Regions from separate parts of the Zea mays genome. Here region 1 is linked to region 2. A link is a contact called in public Hi-C data. All regions are on one chromosome and are shown on one strand. The core of a region is the stretch at or near the end of the contact, and the rest is flanking DNA. Distances in the headings are between cores, read along the strand shown. Region 1 holds the start of LOC100284142. Region 2 holds the start of LOC103631766 (IQ domain-containing protein IQM5).

Evidence for each region. Hi-C and Micro-C count contacts between places; a contact is called where the count stands out from the background.
Region 1: a contact with region 2 is called in a Hi-C map of ear, with 2.1 times the contacts expected there. The contact joins the promoter of LOC100284142 here to the promoter of LOC103631766 in region 2. A contact is called at or near these places in 3 of 25 Hi-C or Micro-C datasets (ear and leaf).

The regions. Positions count from the first base shown.
Region 1 is chr1:14,476,797-14,482,012 of Zm-B73-REFERENCE-NAM-5.0, forward strand. It overlaps LOC100284142, which reads left to right and starts at 3,653. Exons shown (of 3, transcript NM_001370615.1): 1 at 3,653-4,328. The coding sequence starts at 3,870.
Region 2 is chr1:14,227,408-14,232,176 of Zm-B73-REFERENCE-NAM-5.0, forward strand. LOC103631766 (IQ domain-containing protein IQM5) reads right to left here and starts at 2,460. Exons shown (of 10, transcript XM_008671469.4): 1 at 1,983-2,460; 2 at 294-892; 3 at 98-212. The coding sequence starts at 754.

The DNA.
Region 1 (5,216 bases), core at 2,403-4,902, 250 kb after region 2:
TAACACATACAAGCAAATGTTCAAAAGTGAATATACATATCCTAGCTAATGGAATTAAGACTCGTCAAGCAAGTCCTTGCATCTGCTATATTGAATTACAAGAGGCACAACATATTGTAAGATTGGCAAACTAGCAAGGCTCTAGCAGGAAAGACTATAGTGATTTTTTACTAGAAATCGGTGAATGACCAATAATAAGTATTTGATTAACCTTTTTATCGGTCTAACATCATTTATCTTTCTCCATTTTATATGGCCACTCTGAGTCAAAAAACTAGAAACCTATGATAAAAAACCACTCCAATCCCAATTTGTGGAACTAACTTGTGAGTATTCCAATACTTTCAAAGTAGAGATCACTACCGGAAGGCCATATTGCACTCGGCAAAGCCTTTGCCGAATGTTACACTCGGCAAAGAACACTCGACAAACATTTTATCAACAAAGGGTTCTTTGTCGAGTATTTTTTCGGGCACTCGATAAAGACTTTGCCGAGTGTCTAAAAAGACTCGACAAATAAAATCACTCGGCAAATTAAGAACCACAAAAATCCCAAAAACAACAAAACATTTTTAAAATTAGGGGAACAACTCCTAACAACCGCCATTGCCCTACCCATTGCCATATCATTTTAACCATTTTTCGAATCAAATTTACGTGTTTTGTGAAAAGCGAGATTCAAACTCGCAACCTCTATCACGTATAACCTTCTCTACCACTACACTACTACATCAATTGTGTTTATGTTACGCTTTCATTCCTCATGTATTATAAAAACCAAGAGTAATTTGATTATTTGAGGTACTAAATGAATTCAGTTGAAAATATAGTCAACTATAAAGTTGCATAACTTTTCAAGGTCTACAACTTCTATTTTGATAGTTTCTACATCCGAGCCCGTTTACAAAATTTGAATCTCAAATTTAAAAACTTCACACGAATTTTTCTATGATAAGGTGATTTTAACTCAAAAAATTGTCAATTACAAAGTTTTATTACATTTCAAAACCTACAACTTTTATTTTGGTGGTTTTTCCATCCAAGGTAGTTTGAAAAATTCAAATATAGTTTTACATGACAAGATGATTTCAAACCAAAACATTATCAACTACAAAGCTTCATAACTCTTCAATACCTTACAACTTTCATGTTGGTGGTTTTTCAATTAGTTGTTTTCAAATTTCAAATTTTAAATTTTTTAAATTCATACGTAGTTTTCGTTGACAAGATAACTTCAAAATGAAAAAGTTGTCAACTACAAAATTCTATAATTTCTCAAGATCTACAAAGTTTATTTTGGTTGTTTGGTCATTTGTTCATCCCACATGATGGTTCTAATATTATTCACAAATCTTATACATATCTTTTGTAGTTTCATAAACTACGAGAGAGATATATGTTTTATGGACAAATTTGTAGTTGAAACCTTTTCCATTTGAATTAACTTACTGTTTTAAATGTGATTTTTAAAGTGTTGAAAAAAATACTCGGCAAAAAACTCTTTGTCGAGTGTTAAAAAACGCTCAGCAAAGAGTTGCTTTGTCGAGTGTTTTTTTACCGAGGGTTTTTTGCTTGACACTCGGCAAAGAGCTTCTTTGTCGAGTGCCCGAAAAGAGACGAATTCTGATAGTAGATGCAGTCAATAATAATAATAATAATAATAACAACAACAACAACAACAACAACAACAACAATAACAATAACAACAATAAATATCAATACTGACTGATAGCCCTATAAAGTTATGGAGTAAATTCGAGAAGTCGGGTATGCGCAGATGAAGCCATGCACTCATACTACTTCAATGGAATTTTGGTAGTATATAGATGTGAACATTTGAGGGCAATTTTGTATCCATTTTTTTGTTAAAGAGAGCTAAAAGATTCCAAAATAAACTCTCTTGTGTAACCCGATGAGATATGCGAAATACTTAAAAACTACAAAAAAAAATCCGTATTGGCCCAGAAACAACAAATATACCTCTAAGTACAACATTATTTTTTTGCTGAACATTGTAGTAACATGAAATCAAAGTTGTACTTCGGTCAAAGTAGTAACATGAAAAAATGCTTACACTTGACATGAACACTCAGAAGCATTTTTTAGTAATATCACCAACATACAACCTAGTTTATTTTTTATCGAATAGGAGTTCTAGGTTAGTTAGATGGTCAAACACTACTTGTTTGCACCATAACTTGTCTTGTCTTTTAATCATTTGAAGCATTATGCGCATTTGATTAGCCCATATAGGCGCCACACGCAAGCCGTCATGTAGGATGTCACATTGACACGACAAGACCTCGACGACATGGTCCACAACATAAAGACGTATTATTCAGTGTCCACTCCAGATCTAGAAACAAAATTAAAATCTCATAAATCTAAATATCAATATTTCTTTAAAAAGAGTTTAAAAAAAGTTTGTCGTGTCTAGGGTACTCTCATAAATCTAAATATCAATATTTCTTTAAAAAGAGTGTAAAAAAAGTTGGTCGTGTCTAGTGTCCTATGTTCGGCTAGAGATGGCCAAACGGGCCGCCCGGCCCGGCCCGGCCCGGGCCCGGTGAAGCCCGGCCAAAAACCGGGCCGGGTCTGCTGTGCCATCGTGCCATGGAAGAGCCCAAAAACCGGAGTTACGGGCCCAAAAACCGGGCCCAAAAACCGGGCTTCGTGTCGGGCTTACGGGCCTCGTGCTTTTTGGCCATCTATATGTTCGGCCATGGAAGACGACGCCGGTATAGCTTGGGATTTGGGACTTCGCCGACGCCCGGCCAGAGTCAACCATGCCGACGGTGTCCCGCCACCGCGGGAAGACGCGCGCCCAAAGTCAACGATGCTGTCGGTGTGTCTTAATCCTCCGGTGGCGATGCTCCCTCCTCATCCGTGGGTCCGGCTTCGGCTCCGGCTCCGGCCCCGGCCCCCTCCGCTTCCTCGAGAGCACCTTCGGTGTCAACGTACTTCGCCAACGTCGCGAGCTTCTTCAACATACAGGGCGCCGGCCGGCGTCGAGAATATCCGGTGCTTAGGAGCCTGCGACTGCGAGCAATGGGGAGGATGCGGCGGGCGAGCAGCGGCAAGAGGAGGGAGGACATCATCGGGGCCAGCCGCGAGAGTATCCAATGCCCTCTATCGCCGCTCCGCTCCACAAAAAGCACCACTCACAAGGCGCCACGAAGCCACATAGATACAGATACGCCGTACGCGTCGTTTCCGATGCTTACTTTCATGTCATATACAATTTCTTATCCTTATATGTCGATAAATATAAAAAAATTGTATGTCCTAACCTGTACGACTTACGATACGAAAGAGTATAAAATTGTGTTCGAGAGATATAGAAGCAATATGATATTTATAACAATAAATAAAAAATATATATATACATATATTAGCAACCGCGGCTTTCATCTAACCTCCACGTGAAGCGGACGTTACCCCAAGTCTGGTTGGCTGGTTCCCGCCAGCCGCGGGCTCCACCAGTCGGCCGGTCGCGTTCGGGTAAGCGAGAGCGGGTAAGCCATGGCGGGCGGTGGCTAATGCATTAAGGTATTTTATTTATGTGACGTCACATGAAGACAAACAGATGACGTAGGCTGTAGACCCCACCCTTCGCACATTGATGCCTGCCGCCCCATTCTCCATCCCGGCCATTACTCGGCCACGACTTGCCGACTACGATGCCAGCGCCAAGCCTCCGCCGCCCAGCTAAAAATCCCCCAGGCGTTCCTGAGCACCCGTTTATCATCACATGACCGGAGTCGGCCAGAATTTGCCGTAGCTCTCGCCCCCGCTCGCCGTGCGCTTCTCGTCCCATTCCCCCGGGATCGTAGATTCTCGAGCTGAGCTGAGCTGAGCTGAGCTGAGCGATGGATCGCGAGCTCAGCCCCAGGGGCAATGCTCCAGGGAGAGGGAGCGGCGGCGCGTCGTCATCGAAGCACAAGAACGGCGGCGGCGGCAAGAAGCCGATCAAGGTGCTTTACATCGCCAACCCCATGCGCGTCCAGACCAGCGCCGAGGGTTTCCGCGCCCTCGTGCAGGAGCTCACCGGCCAACACGCCGATCCCTCCAAGTACAGCCCCGGCGACCTTGACTCCGGCGCTGCCGCACAGGGTCTGAGCCCCAGGGCCAGGGTCGCGGACGTTTCGTCGGAAACCATCGTCGCAAGCCACAGCCCTGGCAGTAAGGCCGCGCCGCACGGAGGGGACTACTACGACGTCGAGGAAGACGAAGATGACGTCTTCAGGTCGCCTCACATGCTGCTGGAGAACAATTATACGGTGTTCTCGCCGCCGACGCTACTATATGACCATCACCCGCACAGCAAGGTACCCCCATCGATCTTCCGTGCCGCTCTATATATGATTCCATTTTTATCTCTCATTATTAACCGTTTCACAAGTTGCAAGCAAATCTGTATAGTACGTTAGGTCAGACCCACCGCATCAACCCGCATTAACGGAAACCAGCCCACCACCGTATCAACCCGCATCAACGGAAACCGTATCAACGGAAAAAGAAGACAAGAAACATTTTCTTTCTTAGTTAGCTTAGGGCACCAATATATAGATGATTTATTTTACAAAATAATAATCTAAGTTTAAGTTAATATATCTACACTATAAAGCACCATTATTAGAAAAAAAATTATGTACACTATTTTTTGATTCTCGCACTGTCATATTCATGAGCTATAGTACACTTATGGAGTTACGTTAGTTTGTACATGTACACATAAGTTTAATTCTATACATTTTATCATTTCATTACTCACATGAGTTAATGATTGCTATTCTTGTTCTCTGATGACTATAATCTCATGTCTCTCTCACCTAGTTTTAGCAATACATATAGCACTTGTATTATTACAGAAAAGTGCAACATTATTGAAATTGTCACATATCATACCCTTTTTAAGTGTAGCTATCGTCCAAAAGAATTTGGGACCAACAACAAACAACGAACTAAATAATCGATAACAGTGCAAGGAGGTAAGGGTGTTGTAGCATCCCTAGCCTCCACGCTGGATTCGTCCTTACTAAACTAGGTCTATGAACCATAATGTCAAACAAATAAAAGCATAAATTGAAGAAGGAAGAGGAATGATGAACTAAACCTAATATGAATCAACAAAAAAATACTCTCCCTATTTTAATTTATAAGTTATTTTCAATGGAAAGCATCAAATTAACAAAAGACAATTGCATGAAGAAACG
Region 2 (4,769 bases), core at 1,210-3,709:
GGACCATAATACTATAGCAGACAACTGCGCTAAGTTCTAAGCTCCATGCTCAAAATAATGGTTAAGTAGCATATAATGTGTAGACACATGAATTTACCTTGGCAGCTCTCATTCTGGCACGAGACCACCTCGAGAGGGCCGACTCAGGCTTTTGTACATCGAAAAATGACACTGAATTGCGCTTGAGCAATGCAAAATCAAGTAGTTTCCACCTGGATTTAGCATACAATTCACGAAATTCAGTAACTTTGCCCTAATATCAGAATCAGACTAGCACAATGAATTTTACAAACCAGCGTTGTTCAACAAGAACAGCACAATCACCAAGCTGCCGCCTTGTTCTGAAGCTCTTGTACACCTTCTGCACTCTTATTGCTGCAGCCTGGTGCACTGGGCTGACCATCCCAATTACCGGAGAATCTGGTGGTAGGTTCTCTGTGGACTTATATCTTGGCAGGACTATAGGCTTGTAGTTGTAACTCTTCTTTGCAGGTTTAGGACTCACCATTGATAACGTTGTTTCAACTTGAAATGGATCACCCTCCCTTCTTTCGAATCTTAAAGAGCCTCTCACCATGAGCCTCTTGGAGGTCAGTGCATCGAGCAATGCTGTTGGTGATTCAAGGGTATCATGTGTGTTGAGATTATCAAAGCTTAGAGACCGCACAAACAGCCTGTCAATACCATCATCATCATCATCATCATCATCCTCAGGCAAATAGTCATCTGGTGGATATGAGATTGACAAACCCATTTTCCTGATTAAACTGTAATATGTGACGGTTTTCTTTGTTCGCCCTTTGCCTAGCGTTTTCTCTGATACGCCTTGCTGCTTTTGTTGCTCATACGAATCTCTTCAGGAGTTGTGTGTTCTTTATGAGTGCGTTGACACCTTTTGCAAAGAAGGAAAATCGAAGGAAATAAAATGTAGGGCCTTTGAATTGGAAAACACATTAGAAACAGATTCATGAATTTCCTTAGCTATTCACAATTTTACCAAGGCATGGTAATTAGAATTGAAAGCCCCATGTAATATCTCTTGTGATAAAATGTATTCAGAGAGAAGCCAAGAACAGGGTAAGGAAAGTTCATTACAAAAAAAAGGGAAAAGAAAAGGCCAAGAAGTGAAAATCAAACAACAGTGAGCTTTATCTCTACCTTCAAATTTCTTGCGCTATCCATCCAATAGGACCTCTTCAGAAGAGGTCTGCGAGGCAGAAAGATGAAAAAAATAGCAAATTTTGCAGGGCAAATGGGAGCAGATTTAGGAACCAAGCATCGGCGGTGAATGGCTAATGGCCATGCAACAGGGGCAAGTAAAACACGGGCGATGGTGTCTTCGCCCCCAACACCGTCGCCCTAAAAATAACAAATCAAGGTTTGAGGTGCCTGGATGTTCTCAGCCAGTCAAGGAAAAAAAAGGGAAGATGGTATACTCTCTACATCCTAAATTCTAAGTCATTCTAACCTTTTTGGAGAACCAAAACATAAGCTTAACTAAATTTATATAATAAAACAATAACATTTATAATACCAAATAAGCATAATTAAATTCTACATTAATTATATTTTTACACTATATATATTTAATGTAAAAAATCTTTATAATCCTTTTTTTATAATTTAAGTCAAACTTGAGATGATTTGACTCTCAAAAAAAGTTGGAATAACTGATGATTTAGAGTGAGGGGGTACTACTTAGTGTAGTTAAAATTAGTCATCACTTAAGAAACACGGCATGTGTATAAATAGAAGCGTAGAACTGACATTGCCTAGTAATTATCACCACAGGAAGAACAATAATAGTAGTATTTGTTGCTAACTTGCTATCGCTAAGCATGGCTAGCACTAGAACAGTCCCAACACCGTGACCCCGATGATTGGCACTCACATCGTGAAACGAGCTACCGCAAAGTTATATTAGCAAGCTGTTTAGCTCATGGGCATTCCACCAAACACCCCACATGCGGTAGCAGCATTACCTGGTATCCATGCTTCCGAGTTTCCGACGGCTTACAGGTAACTGCTCTGCGTACGGAGATCGGGTCGCATTTTGAACTTTAGATTTAGACGAGATTCCACGCCTTCTTCTTGAGTCATCTTCTCCGCCTCCTGCACTTTGCAAAGCATTACCATGATCCTGATGCATGATGGTCCCTCCTTTTCCCCCTCGCAGCTGCGCTGAGGATTATAGCATACAAGCTGCATCCGCCACGTGTACGCAATGACGGCACCTAGCATCTAGCTATTTCGCACATCACGCATAGCGCTGCCGGTGCAATATTGCACAGTTTCCGGGTCCGGTGGGCGGTGGCCTGTCCGGGGAGGACTTGTTTCACTGCACTACAATCCACCCGGCCGTGAGTTATTTTTCACCTCAATCCTTGGCAATTCATTTTCCATGGTCAGTTGTACCGTCGAAATACCAACATGATTTGCTTCTTCGTCCTCGAACATAAAAAACCAGGCATCCTACTTTCTGAATTATAAAAAAATGTTCAAATTAGCTCTTAGCGCTGATTGGAAGTGGTCTTGAAGGCATCCTACTTTCTTAGCGCTGATTGGAAGTGGTCTTGAAGGCACGGGCACTTTTGTCCTTTTTAGATAATATGAAAATCTGGTAAATACTTTGATAAGGTTTTTAAATCATGGAAAACATTTTTTAAAGTTTCTAAATTTTTTGAGAAAAATCCTAAAGCTAGACTGGTTCACGAGAAACCTAACCCCAATATTCAGAGCTTGTAAAAAAATCTAAAATCTTAAAGGTAGATTGAGATAGGGAAAATAGAGAAAATGAAAAAAAAACTCTTGAAAGCTCTCAAAATAAATCAATGTGTGAACATATTTTAGAAACTTTGCACTGCGTAAATTCGAGGTGCAACTAGTAATAAACACATTCATGTTATGCATTCGTGTTGGTTGTGTCTTATGTATTCATTATGATAAAAGCATCTAGGCTCTTTGTGGTTTTAGTGGTTAATGACAACATAAGATTATGGTGACTCATGCATTTTACATATATAGTTTAAGTTAGGTCACACTATAGGAGATTGTTTTAAACAAACTATCATTTTCATGCTCCTAATTATTGATTTTGTTTCAATATTCAAATAATGAAGGATAAGATTATGGAAGGACTAGTTCTAAGTGTTGTTTGGAGTTGATAGACACTTATAATGGATTATGAATTTATTTTTTCTTTAACCATAGCATGACATAGTAAATTGACCTAGATAAACACTTTAGCTCTGTAACACCCGGCTTTAAGGAACAAAGCCAGGTGCATCTCATACATGCGCCAAGAAGACAACATATATAATAACAGAGTGTATAGAGATAAATGTCATAAAACATCAGAGTATTTATTACATAGCGGAAGACTTATTACAAAATAGAATAATAAAGATAAAGCGAACTAAGGATCGTCGGCGCCAATGTCGACTGGGAACGCCACCTAGATTAGATCGAACTCCTCAGTGTTAGGCGGCTCCTCCTGAACCACCTGATCTTCTCCTGTGGGGGGGTGTGAGACAGCAAGGGTGAGCTCACACATGATCATAGCTCAACAAGTTGTGGGGAACCAGTGGACATAAACTCACAAAGGTGTAAGATCATGTGATGTGTAAGGTTAATCAATGATAGGGGTTAAAGCTGAGCATTGCTTTTAAGTAGTTGGTCAAACTTTTATTAGCAGTTACTAAGTGTAAGTAAATACCAAACCATAAGTAAAGTAATAGAACAAAATTAATAACAAACCCATGCAATACAAATGACAAAATTGAATTTAAGTTCCATAATTTAAACATCAGAGAGTCCTGAGCTGCTCATGACCGCGAGCACGGCTAGTATACCAGTTTTACACTCTGCAGAGGTTGTACCCTTTACCCACAAGTCATGTTACCCATCTGCCAAGGGATCGCGACTTCCCATACACCTCTACCTAGGAAGCGCGGCAGGGCAACACTACGAGGCCTTTACAAAGTTCCACTAGCTTCCGAAAACCCGCTACAGTTTATAGGAAGTTCCAATGCAGGGTTCCTGGCTGACTGCCATCGCAGCAAAATCAACCAGGGACCTCCCTACACTGACCACTCCCCTACTGCCCTTGCCCCTTTCGGGTAAGGTAGTCTTCCACTAGCTTTCCTAATTAGTCAGCCAAGGGCGTCCCATTAAACCCTTGTGGTGGCACGTGGTTCTCAAGTTAAGCTCTATGTTCCAATTAACATTAATGATCTCAACATGAACATAAATAGAATAACAAAAAGAATTGGAACATAGAGGTAATAAATGATTATCCCAAAACCATGTAAAGCAATAGCAAACTACCCAAGTGATTCAGGGGTAAACAAGGTAATGAGATAAACAATCTAGGGTGACCTATTGGGTCCCATCAAAATTAACCTATGCATGGATAAATGATATTAAAGAACATTATTGGGTAAGATGTGGTCAAGGGCACAACTTGCCTTCAATGAGCTCCTGCTCAGCTACTTCAACCTGCTGCTCACCAGGATCCTCAGCAACGGGCTCTTCTACTCGCCACAATACAAACAAGCACAGGATACAGGGAAAATTAACATTACACCAAGCATGTAAACAAAATACACAGAGATATTCTACATAATAAAATAAAATTCTAGGAACAGGAATCATAATTTTTGGAGTTATAGAATTTAAGTTATGCATTTTCAAAGGTTTTATGTGTTTAAAATAGGATTAAGTGTGAAATAAATTTTCTTACTGTTTTCATGACATAACAGAGGTTCTAG